Linked DNA regions of Sus scrofa: all the other regions are linked to region 3. A link is a contact called in public HiChIP or PLAC-seq data. All regions are on one chromosome and are shown on one strand. Each heading gives the region's core, a stretch centred on a gene start, on an enhancer-like site or on the middle of the called end of the contact. The rest is flanking DNA. Distances are from core to core; before and after follow the strand shown. Region 1 holds the start of ORC2 (origin recognition complex subunit 2). Region 2 holds the start of NIF3L1 (NIF3-like protein 1). Region 3 holds the start of CFLAR (CASP8 and FADD like apoptosis regulator).

The links. HiChIP or PLAC-seq counts read pairs in DNA pulled down with a chosen protein or histone mark.
Region 1: a contact with region 3 is called in an H3K27ac HiChIP or PLAC-seq map of alveolar macrophages. The contact joins the promoter of ORC2 here to the promoter of CFLAR in region 3. A contact is called at or near these places in 1 of 47 Hi-C or Micro-C datasets (embryonic fibroblasts) and 1 of 2 datasets of contacts at active chromatin or transcription factors (alveolar macrophages).
Region 2: a contact with region 3 is called in an H3K27ac HiChIP or PLAC-seq map of alveolar macrophages. The contact joins the promoter of NIF3L1 here to the promoter of CFLAR in region 3.

What each region holds. Positions count from the first base shown.
Region 1 is chr15:104,654,742-104,659,276 of Sscrofa11.1, reverse strand. ORC2 (origin recognition complex subunit 2) reads left to right here and starts at 2,719. Exons shown (of 18, transcript XM_021074955.1): 1 at 2,719-3,011.
Region 2 is chr15:104,581,602-104,585,660 of Sscrofa11.1, reverse strand. NIF3L1 (NIF3-like protein 1) reads right to left here and starts at 1,925. Exons shown (of 7, transcript XM_003133583.6): 1 at 1,853-1,925; 2 at 1-302. The coding sequence starts at 263. PPIL3 (peptidyl-prolyl cis-trans isomerase-like 3) reads left to right here and starts at 1,909. Exons shown (of 6, transcript XM_013984381.2): 1 at 1,909-2,968. The coding sequence starts at 2,966.
Region 3 is chr15:104,797,529-104,801,607 of Sscrofa11.1, reverse strand. It overlaps CFLAR (CASP8 and FADD like apoptosis regulator), which reads right to left and starts at 1,797. Exons shown (of 9, transcript NM_001001628.1): 1 at 1,395-1,797. The coding sequence starts at 1,690.

The DNA.
Region 1 (4,535 bases), core at 1,470-3,969, 140 kb after region 3:
TTCATTTTTTTAGTTTTATTGAAGTATAGTTGATTTACAATGTTGTGATAATTTCTGTTGTACAACAATGATTCAGTTATGTACATACATCCATTCTTTTTCAGAGTCTTTTCCCATGGAGATTACCACAGAATATTGGGTATAGTTCCATGTGCTATACAGCCAGCAGGTTGGGTTATATCTCAATTTGGAATATAGGGACTGATATTCTTGCATTTGATCATATAAAATATGGTTTTGGTAAAAACCCATGTTTGAATATAAAAATAATTAAACTTGAAAAAAATGATTTCACTTTTTTTTTTTTTTTTTTTTTTTTTTGTCTTTTTGCTATTTCTTTGGGCCGCTCCCGCGGCATATGGAGGTTCCCAGGCTAGGGGTCCAATCAGAGCTGTAGCCACTGACCTACACCACAGCCACAGCAACATGGGATCCGAGCCACGTCTGCAACCTACACCACAGCTCACGGCAACGCCAGATCGTTAACCCACTGAGCAAGGGCAGGGACCGAACCCGCAACCTCATGGTTCCTAGTCGGATTCGTTAACCACTGCGCCGCGACGGGAACTCCTGATTTCACATTTTTTAACTCAGCCGTCTGAGGAAGAAGTATGTACAGACATTCTGGTTTGTTGTGCTGACAAACGAGATCATTGGTGAAGAAGAGTATGCGGCTGATACTTTGATGCTGCCGTCTGCTGTGTAAAAATTAACTAAAACATTTTTTTCTTTAAGAATCTAAATTTGATGACCCACATTCCTTTTTATATTTTCTTTTATAGATATAAAATCTTTATCTCAGAAGATTTTTTTTTTTGACAAGAAATAGATTTATTAGGATAGGACGCTTGTGAGAGATGCAAGTGGACAGGCATGGAAGCTCTGCCCGGAGTATATGGTGGGTTTTATCCTCAGAGGTATTTTTAATTACAATTCAGAATAAATTTTCTTCTGGATTCCACATAGTCTGTTTGCTCCTGGTCTGTTTCTTCTCTTTCAGAATTGAGGCTGTATTCAAGTTTGGAGAAGCCAAAAATGATGGGAAACTATGCCTGCAGGGGCAAGGCTTATCAGCTAGTAGGTTTCAATGTGGATCAACAGATGAACTGTTTTTTTTCAATTGGCCCTCCTCATCTTCTGATAAGTCTGTCTGAAGAAGTGTTTAAATTTAAAGACCAGGGGATATCCCGCGTGGCTATGGCTCTGGCTAGGCTGGTGGCTACAGCTCCGGTTAGACCTCTACCCTGGGAACCTCCATATGTCAAGGGAACGGCCCTAGAATAGGCAAAAAGACAAATACATAAATAAATAAAATAATAAAATAAAATAAAATAAAAAAGACCAGGGGATATATGACTACTTGCCAGTGTTCTGAGAGCCAAACAAGAGAGGATTCTTTGTCTTCTACACATTTTATCCAGTTCCACCAATCAATTTCAGTATGACTTCTCATTTTTATTCTGTTGAGTCTAGATCCTCTGGTTCACCTTGTAAACTCCTGCTCTTCTGTTAAGTGCAAGAGATCTAATTGTTCCTTGTTTCAGACTTTGACCAATCCTCCAGGTCTCAGTCCCATTCTGCTCTTCTGTCTTCAGATGCTCCTGTAGATTAATCCTTGAGACTAACTGGAAATCTGAGAAAGAAATAGACTTCTTTTTGGCATTTCATTGCTGGCCTGGGTTGCAGCTTACTCTGCTGTGCTTGATCACACCACATCTTCCAAAGTTGTGTCAACTTGGCTCACTTCCTTTCCTGTTCTTTTGTGCATATACTTAAAAATACTTTTTAACTCTGTTATTTTAATGGCATTTCAAGACAGTGTTTATTTCACCATGTTTAATCCAATTTTATTAAAGACTCAAACTCAACTATTTCAAACTATAACCCAATTAGCTGCTGGCATCTCACACAAAATTAACTTAGTCCTCTCTTTCTCCATGGAAAAATCTAATTTTCTACCCAAAATGTCTGTGAATACCTGGGAGAGTTGCCGTTTTATGATCACCTCTATCTTCAACTTCCTGCCACCCCTGAATTCTGGATCTCCATTCTAAATGGTATGGCTCTTTGTTTTTATCTACCTTAGTATCAACCTAGAAGGGAAACTCAGCTTCTTACCTCTATTTTCCACACATATACCATAAAAACAAAGTCAAAACCCACCACTCAGGAGTTCCCGTTGTGGCTCAGTGGTTATGGTTCCTAGTCGGATTCGTTTCCTCTGCGCCACATTGGGATCTCCGGCTCAGTGGTTATTAATCCAGCTAGCATCCATGGGGATGCGGCTCTATCCCTGGCCCCGCTCAGTGGGTTAAGGATCCCCCTGGTGTTGCCATGAGTTGTGGCGTAGCTCGCAGACTCTATTCGGCTACCGCGTTGTTGTGGCTGTGGTGTAAACTGGCAGCTGCAGCTCTAATTTGAACCCTAGCCTGGTAATTTCTATGTGCCACTGGTGTGGCCCTAAAAAGAAGAAAAAAAAGATTGCTACAAGACAGACCGATCGCTCAGCCCGCTCCACTTCCTTCAACTTCCTCAGACCTAATCAACACTGCCTTCTCCCTTCCCCGGAAACGGAAAGAGGAAAGACAAGGCCCAGAACCCAGAGCTGGGGATTCGGTTTCCTTGGGTTTCTTGTGGGCAGGGCCATGAGGCCGGCGCCGACGGGCTGGCAGAGCCGTCGCTCTCGGCCGACTTCACTTCCTATTGGCTCCCCGGGGCTCCGCCTCCTAAGCAGGGCGGGAGATTCGGTGTGCAGTAGGGAGGCTTCCCATTACCCCCCCCACGCGGGCCTCGGGAGCTCCTCTGATCAGCTCTGCGACCCTACACTCAAGCTGCCTTCAAGAATTTGGCCTTTCCTGCTGCGACTGAAGCCGCCTTCCCAACAGCGACCGTTCAGCTGGGTAGCGTCCGGCAGGCGCGAGGCGGCCGCAGCCGCGCCTGGTGAAGACCTAGCGGTGCGTAGAGGGGTGGCTGGGCAGCCTGCCTCCTCTCCTTAGCAAGGGGCTGGCGAGGTGAGTACAGGTGCACCTAGTCCCCGGCCTTCGCCTTTGCAGAGGGCAGGGTCGCTGCGCCTCCCTCTCTGCCCTCTCCAGACTGCCACCAGTCCCGCCCGCCTGAGGACCCCCGGCTGGCGGAGCGCTGCCAACTGATCAGTTGCGAGAGGCCCAGACTAAAGTCAGCAAATACTTGGGGTGGGAGGCCCCCTCTTTAAAGACATCTCCTTCTGTCCAGCGGTGATGGGTCTTCTGTGCAAGGGATGTCTGTTACCATCATACCTGTTTCCCGGTGGGAGGAGCCTTGTGCTTGTAGAGAGAGAACTGGGAAAATTCATAACGAAAGTAGTAAGGTGTCTTGGGAGAGGAACAACTACAATACGGGCTGAGGAGGAAGAGATCTTGTCCTGAGCTCTTTGATATCATCCCAGCCTGGAAGCACCAAGAGAATCCTCCTAACTGAACACAGCCACCCTGGGACAGTGCTTAGGTGTAAAATGTTAAACCTTTAGTAGAGCTTTTTAAGTTAAAAAGATATCGATGCATTGCTTTTCGCTGTACAGCTGAAATCCTAGAAGTACGGCTACATCTTCCCCTAGTTTATTGCAGTCTGAAGAAAAATAGGTACTGTTTTCATTAGGCAAAAGGTGCCACACCTTTGCCTAAAGACACTGCCTTTTTTTGGGGGGGGGGGCACACCCCAGCATGTGGAGGTTCCCAGGCTAGGAGTCCAATCAGAGCTACTGCTGCCATCCTATGCCACAGCAATGCTGGATCTGATCTGCATCTGTGACCTACACCACAGCTCAGGGCAACTCTGGATCCTTAACCCACTGAGCAAGGCCAGGGATGGAACTCGCATCCATCCTCATGTATCCTAGTGGGATTGGTTAGCTGCTGAGCCAGGAAGAGAACTCCCGACACTGCTCCTTAAATGGACGTTATTCAACATTTATTGAGCACTTTTTCTGTTAGATGTACCCATGAAAATGAACCAGTAGTGATCTAAGAAAGAAATGGAAATTTTATTTTATTTTATTTTTGTCTTTTGTCTTTTTTAGGGCCACACCCACGGCATATGGAAGTTCCCAGGCTAGGGGTTGAATTGGAGCTACAGCTGCTGGCTTACACCACAGCCACAGGAATGCCAGATCGGAGCTGTGTCTTCAACCTACACCACAGCTCACGGCAGTGCTGGGTCCTTAACCCACTGAGTGAGGCCAGGGATTGAACCCACAACCTCATAGTTCCTAGTGGGATTCGTTTCTGCTGCACCACGAAGGGAACTCCAAGAAATGGAAATTTTAATTTAAGCCAAACAGGATTATAACCTGGGAACAGCCTTCCAGAAAACTCCAAGAACTGTTTTGCCTGTTAGAGGTCAAAGCACAGTTGCATGTTTTTGAGACTGAGCTGTACATTGAATGAGGTTGACAGGTCACACAATCCAGATCTACACCTATGAAGCAAGTAGTGAGTCATGGATCATTGTGGCCCTTTACAAGATTAGGAAGGACGGTTATCTCCTAAGGAGGTCTGGTT
Region 2 (4,059 bases), core at 676-3,175, 220 kb after region 3:
AGATCGGCCTTCTTCTGCAGTGCCTCCTCCATCACTTCCTCTGTCAAGTCATTGGTGAGGAAGAGGGTGCTCACCGTGTGTGGTGGGCTTGGTTCCACCAGTAATCCAACATTGTCCCAACTTTCAGCAAATGAGAGGGATGCAAAGTCATTCAAGGAAGAAAGGAGGGCCTTCAAATCCATGAAGGAACGGGAAGAACTGCAGATCAGGGAATGAACAAATCGGACTGTCGTGGAGGCCAGGCGTACACGGGATAACAACATAGAGAAGTCAGGTGAAACCGAGTATCTGATGTCAAAACACTGAAAATGAAATACACGTGCACTTCAGACTCTGACCTTTGAGACAGCAAAGCATATGAGCAGAAGAGCTGCCATCCTTCAACCGAGGTTCAAGTACTGGCTTTGCTACTTACCAGCACGTCGTATCATAGCTAAGTCATTTAACTCCTCTGAGCTTGTCTTCGAATCTACAAAATGGAGGGACTATAACTTACCTCACGGGCCATCTGGAGAAGCAAATGGATTACTATGTTTAAGTCACCAGGAACAAGCCTGGTAGATAACACACAATTATGTTCATCTCCTTCCTGCCCCCACCCCACATCCTTGTTCTTGCTCACCCCATCCTTGCTTGAACCAGCCTTCTCCATTTCTCTATTACCCTTCTTTCCAAGTCCCCTTTGACTTCCTAAATAAAGCTTTTCTTAACAAACCTTCCTTTTCTGTGTCCCCCTCCCCCATCCCACCTGCTTCTGCCCTAGTTTTTCTTATGTTACATTCCTGTTTTCTGTCTCCCACAGTACTGGCAAGCTACCAGAGAACAGGAACTATCTCTTCTGTATCTCAGTATCACCAATACAGGCCAGTGCTAAATGCTTACTGCACAGACCGGCACAGTCTCCATTCCCTTATCACAGCAGAATTAAGTTATGGTGGTAGAGACAAACATTAAAAGGTGCTTTATGGGAAAAAAGTAACAACAACATATTTTAAAAATGAAGTGTTTTGTCAGCAGCCAGAATCATGGGATGCGTACGTGGATCACTCTATGAATGGGCAGCAAATGGGCCCCAAACCATATTCAGTATATGGTTTGGAGTCATGTGGAGCCTCCACAAACCACTGGAGCCTGGGGTCTTTGAAGATCTTCTAAGGGTCCTTATACCACTTCCACTCTCCAGATTCCCTGACACTACTCCAACTCCCCAGACTTCTAAATCTGGCAAGCGCTAAAGTGAAGCTCTAGTGGGCCACCACACTGGTTTTGAGTTATCTATTGTTAGATCTGAAGCAGCCCTTGGAAATAACAAAACCACCATTTCCTATGAATCTACAAGCTGCGTAGCTCATTAACAAGAATAGGAGGCAGCAGGGCACAGTGTGAAGGGCACCTGACCCTAAAACCAGACTGACTCCCCGAGCCGCAGCTGTCTAAACAGATTACTCTATCTCTGCGGTTCCCATCTCTGAAGAATAGAATAGCGTTCAGCTCACGGTATCGTCGCAAGATTTCACCGTAAAGTTGGAGAAAATGCTTGGCCTAAAGTCAGCACTGCTTGTTAATAAGTATTATTAGCAGGACCCACTTTACAGCCTGTGAACCTCGCCCTCTTATTTCAGCCCCACTTCAAGCCTTTTCCAGAACAATTAAAAGTGCGGGGAGCACAGTGGGCAAGCCGCGAGTCAGGACCCTGGCCGCTCTAGAACCCTAGGCTCTGGTGCAGCAAACCGGTTTTCTGCGCCTATCTCCTCCCCCGCCTCCTTTCGCGGCAGCACCCCCAAAACCTCAGCCTGCAAGGGCCACAGCGCGCCGACAGGGCCTCATTGCCGCACGCAGGAATCTAACCCACCGGAGAATCACCAGTCCCAGGTTGCCAAGAGCGCTACTTCCGGTCCTGCGCAGAACTTCCTGGAGGCGTAAAAGTGGGCGGGGCGGGGGAGCTGGGCGGAAGAGGTCTTTCCTATTTTGCATCTGAGTTCAGGGGCGCCTGTAGGGATTGCCCAACATTACGCCTTTTGTCCTAGTGTGATTATTTAAGAAGTTCTCTAAGGTCAAAGGAGTTCCTGATGGGGATAAATTACATCCTCTCCCTCGTTCTGGTCGGTTGGGTTTGGGATAGGGAGGAGGAGGAAGGAGGTGAGCAGAGGAGGGGCGTTCTCCTAAGTGGGTCTCCTGCTCGACTTCCGGGTGGCGGCCTGAAGAAACTTTCTTGGAATTTACAGACTCTCCGGAGCACCTGTTATTGAATCTTTGCTGTTTTAACAACAGCTGTGGGCAGAGCCTCCTTGCCTGACCACTTGAATTTCTCACAAGCTTCCTATCTTAATCTATTTCTTGACTAAAAAAATATCTGTATTCAGTGAAGTGGTTAAGTAAGTATGGGGTAGCGTCACTTACTCTTTCATTCACTTGAACACTGGAAGAGCGCTCTATGCTTTAGTTTTTAAGCTGCTTGGAGTGAGTATTCTGGAGGGGAGGGTGTTGTTGAATTAAGCAATTAAAGCATATAATATATTAGTGCTAAGTGCTTTAGGGAAAGGAAATCTTTAAGACAGTATTAAATAGATTTATCAGGTCAATGAGACTTAACTTTTGAGCAGCGACTTGGAGGTGAGGGAAATAGCCGTACTGAGTGTAAGTGTTCCAGGCGAAGGGAAAACCCAATGCTAGGCTTAAGGCAGAAATGTATCAGACTCTTCTTGAAGAGTAAGCAGGGGAAGTAGGAGTTTAGGGGCTGGAGATGAGTAGGATTGCTTGATCGCTTCCACAACCGGATTACTTGGGAGGGATCTGTTCTCCTCGAGAATTTTTCTTTTAAATATGCAGGAAACATGAGCATGTTTGAGTTAAAAGAGGGAAATGAATTAATTCTTTTTCTTTTGGAAATAGAGGCTCGTTTTTGAACTTCTGTCAATAAACTGTAAGAAAGTAACAGTACATCCTGAAACCATCAAGAAGAAAAATGGTAAGTTTTATAGAATTCTTATGAATGTCTTTGTATATATAATTTTTAGAAATCTAGTCAAGGGAAATAAAACTGCATGGAGATTTCAATGACAAGACAAATGATAAGCTGTAGAAGTGTAGAGTATAAAATGATTCTAAACAAAACCGAAACAAAATCACTTTAAAATTCTTATGTTTTTCGGAGTTCCCATTGTGGCTCAGTGGTAACAAATCTGACTAGCCTCCATGAGGATTCAGGTTCGATCCCTGGCCTTGCTCAGTGGGTTAAGGATCCCGTGTTGCCGTCAGCTGTGGTGTAGGTTGCAGATTTGGCTTGGATCCCAGGTTGCCATGGCTTTGGTGTAGGCCAGCAGCTGTAGCTCCAATTCAACCCCTAGTCTGGGAACCTCCATATGCCTTCAGCACAGCCCTAAAAAAAATTTTAAAAAAAATTTTAAATCCTTACTTTTTCATTTAAAACACACAGAATTTACCTTTTATGGAGAAAGATTGATTACAAAATGAATTTGAGATGGAAAGCGGGTATTGCAGGAGCAGAAGAGCATAGCTAGTTGTGATCATTTTAATTGGATCCTTTTACTCTCTCTCTCTCTTTTTTTTTTTTTTTTTTTTTGTCTTTTTAGGGCTGCACCCACAGCATATGGAGGTTCCCGAGCTAGTGGTCAAATCAGAGCTGTAGCCACTGGCCAATGCCACAGCCACAGCAATGTGAGATCTGAGCCACATCTTTGACCTACACCATGGCTCACAGCGACTCTGGCAGATCCTTAATCCACTGAGCAAGGCCAGGGATCGAACCTGCGTCCTCATGGATCCTAGTCAGATTCGTTTCTGCTGAGCCACGATGGGAACTCCTGGGATCCTTTTTCTCTTGATCCGACGTGGACAACTAGAGCTTGAGGTAGAAGGAAAACAATTTGCCCTACCATCCCCCACCCTACACACATGCACAGACACACACACCGTTGCTCTCTGTCTTCAGCCTGGTCATAGTCTGACTACTAGATACTACTATAAGAAGAGAAATTAAAAAGGAAGCCTCAGAATTTTTCTACCCTCTCTGGAATGGGGTAACAAAAGGAGTATTCT
Region 3 (4,079 bases), core at 548-3,047:
CCAGAGCAAGAAACAGAAAAGAGTTTATTCACAAAAACCCAGTCAGCAGCTTCCAAAAATTTTTCAGCAGATTACTGACATCATATGATGCCAGGAGAAGTGGAAGTGGATCAAGAGAAACAGCAACAACAACAATAAACCCTTGCATCTGTAGCATGCTTCCTGCTTTTAAAAAGTACTTCACATGCTAAATTATCACAGTTGAGCCTCACAGCCATACTTGTGAAATCAGCTATTATTATTCTTTGCTTTAGGAGTAGGAAAATGAAGGCCCAACCGATGGCAGTGGCTGGCTCAGCCTCAATGCCTTGTAACAGATGGTTCTGAGGCTTCAAACAGGCCTTTGGACCTCAAGCCTCAGACACGTCCCAAGGCCCACAGTGCTTTCAACTCGCTTTCATATAGTTTTTAATCATGCATGTCATCTCCAAATACATATTTTTAAAAAAAATTTTTTTAATTTTTTGGCCACCCCGCAGCATACAGAGTTCCAGGGTCAGGGATCAGATTTGAGCCACAGCTGTGGCAATGCTGGACCCCTTAACATACTGTGCCGGGCTGGGGATCGAACCTGCATCCTGGCACTGCAGAGTTGTCACCGATCCTGTTTCACCACAGCGGTAATTCAACATACACATGATTGATATAACTAAAGGCTGGTGAGAAAGGAATCACTAATTTAAGGTTACAAATTCTCTTTCTTTCCCACAGTGGCTTCTGTGCTCCTCTGAACCACCAAGAGCCTGCTGTGTGAACAGAAGGAAGGAACAGCTCAAGGGGACTCCAGCAGCCGTTCCTCTCTGGACTGAAGGGAACCTAGAGGTGGCTGATTGAGGGTATGTTCAATCTGGGGTCCCCAGCACCTGCATGAACAGGAACCTTACAGAAACGCACAGAAAGTGAGCCAACCCCACTAACTTCCTCAGCAGGGGAAAGACTGACCCATGGGGACTCAGGAGGGTTAACAAAGCTTTACAAAGGTCAGGAAGATTACTGTCAGACTTGTTATTTCCTTTCTCGGTGGGGAAATTGCCAGGCGCTGACATCACAGAAAATCAAGCTAGCAAAGAACACAGCAGATCTCGCAATCAGAAGCCATTTTAAGAGAACTAGCTCTTAGTCATTCCTTTCTCTCACCCCACTCTTCGGGCAAACCCATCCATCCAGCCCTTCTCCTTTCATTCAGTTGATTCTACCCAAGTACTTTAAGCAAACACGTCCCAAAAGTTCAAGGAGTTCAGAGGAATGAAGCAGCAGCAACACGGCAGTAGGAGCAGTGGGTTGAGAAAGGAATGCGGCTGCTGTTCCCCACTGTCCTCATTTCTATGATGCTCAAGTCCAGACCTCCTCCCTCCCTCCCACCAGTCCAGTCTCGGGAAGGGCTGAGGAATTACCTATAGTCTGAAATAAGATGAGGGTGCCTGAGCAGCTGGGCCTCCACTGTCCGTCTGTCCATCTTCAAGATCCTCTTGAGCAAGTCAAACCGCCTGACTCTGTAGAGCAGCTCAGCCAGGCTCACAAGAGACAGCTTTCCCCTCTCTCTTAAAATATCCAGAAGGTCCCTGACATTAAGTGGAACCACATCTGCAGCAATGTCTCGGCACAAAAAAAGAAGTATCTCCTTCTCATCTTCATCAAGTGCTTCTTCCACCTGATGGATGACCTCAGCCGACATTCTGTACAGTGTCATTCCAAGGAACGGCAGTAAGAGAAATCTAGTCCAGTCAACAGAAGCCCACGAGGGTACTGACTTCATTTCTGATGGTTTTCTTCATTTCTTTCAGAATCCTTTCCAATGGAGGAGTTCTGTGGTTAAAAGGGAATTTTTTTTTTTAAAAAAAAATCCTCCTATCAAAGTCACTAAAATTCCAGGTATAGGCCTTTCCTTTTCTTGTTGGTCTCCCTAATCTAGCAGGTTAAATTTCATACTGTTAAATCTATAGAAAGCGATCCTCTCAGTAGACAAAGCAACTGACCCCCAAACCAGAAGGGACGAAGAAGATAACACTATTTTTAAAGGAAATGAAACTAGCGACAAATCACCTCCCCAAAAATCCCACGTACTTTAACAGAATTTATTGAACACAAACTATGGTAAGGGGGAAATCACAGCTAGGGACTTAATGACTAAGTGGCAAATGGATGACCTTGGTGGAGGGCAGAGAAAAAGCCCAATGACTAAGCAGCTAACTGGATGAGAGAAGCTGAGATCACAGATAACTTCCCTTCCCTGACCCCCAAGTAGGCTTAAACAAATACGAATCTTAGCAAAGGGACCCCAGCAGGGCTTCAAAAAATGGTGGGAGAAAAGAGGTTTCTGTACCTACCCCACCCCATTTTTCCAGTTGTTCGACTTTGAAACCCCACATTCACACCTGCTGCCATCCTCCCAAAGTCCCCAGCCCTTTCCACAGCATCATCATGAATGCTCCTAGGACCTGCCACCACAGCTAAATGGGTCTTGTTAAGTTTGGATCACCTCTTCTGACCCTTGGAAGGGTCAGAAGCCCCCACTTACGTTACACTGCCGGACAACAATTATCACTAGAGTTCCTAACAGTGTAAATGGAAGGAAGGAGGTGAAGCCGAAGAGCTGGAGAAAGATCTGGGAACTGGGTGGGAGCAGTAGGGAATTCATGTCATGGGGTGAACTTCTCAACCTCTTCCATTGGAACACAATCTATTTTCTTTCAAAATTGGTTGTAAATGGTGGTCCCTGTCTAAAGTTTCATAGCTACATTTTATGGTAAATAATCTCTTATGTTCTGGGAGAGTACCTTGTCTGTTTCTACCACAGAAGCTTTCAGGTTAAAAGCTAATCTGAACAAAAAAATAATTGGAAACAGAACCCAGCTGTAAGTTAGCAACTTTCTGCTAACTGCTGCTACATATTTGTGTACAAGTATATTTATATATGTATCTAGCTAGATTTGGTGAAAGGAACACTGAAATCTATTTATTTTTGTACACAGTCTCAATTCACAAAAGATGAGGCATCTTACAGTAAAACGCATCAGGAGAATAAAAAATTTATATGAGAACAAGGGGGGAAATTAGGTTAGAAAGTCAAAATGAGGTAGATTAATAATGCAAATATGCAGGCCAGAAAGACTTAAACAGATTCTAGTAGACCTTCAATTTGCCTCAAGCTTCCTGGCAGTCAAAGCGAAAAGGGAAATATGGGACGTTAAATAGCTCTTGCTGCCAAAAACAAGAAAAATGAAACAGATTCTTAGAGGAACTACAATTTCCCTAGAGTTCCAGAATTCCTCATCAATGAAAATATTACTGAGTACTTTAGTGTCTGAAATTAACAAAATTACATTTATTTAAATTTTCATTTTTATTCTACTACTTGGCCACACCCACGGCATGCGGAAGTTCCTGGGCCAGGGACTGAACCAGTGCCACAGCTGTGGCAACACTGGATCCTTAACCCACCACACCACATGGGAGCTTCCCAAATTTTACTTTATATTTTAAAAAGGTAAAATATTTATTTTAAAATAAATAAACCCATTCATGCATATCTTTCACACTCGCCTTCCCACAGCCAGTCTACATGGGTGAGTTCTTAATAAAAATAGACATTTTAGTTAATGTAGCCTTGCTAACAAGTATTGGTGCTTCTATACCAATCCCGCGCTCATTCAGCCAAGCCTCACTTAAATACAGCCATTCTGAATAACTGGAGAAATGAAATTTACCAAACAATTGCTCAGTGAAAGTACAAAATACTGGTACCCAGACTGCACTGTTATTATTATTGTTGTTGTTGTTGTTATTATTATTATTATTATTAGCTTTTTAGGACCGCACCCACAGCATATGGAAGTTCCCAGGCTAGGAGGTCCAATCGGAGCTGCAGCTGCTGATCTATGCCACAGCCACAGCAACATCAGATCCGATTCACGCCTGTGACCTACACCACAGCTCACGGCAATGCCAGATTCTTAACCCACTGAGCGAGGCCAGGGATCGAACCTGTATCCTCATGGATCCTAGTCCAGTTCGTTAACCGCTAAGCCACGAAGGGAACACCTGCATTTTTTTTTTTTTAATCTGAAAACTCAATACTT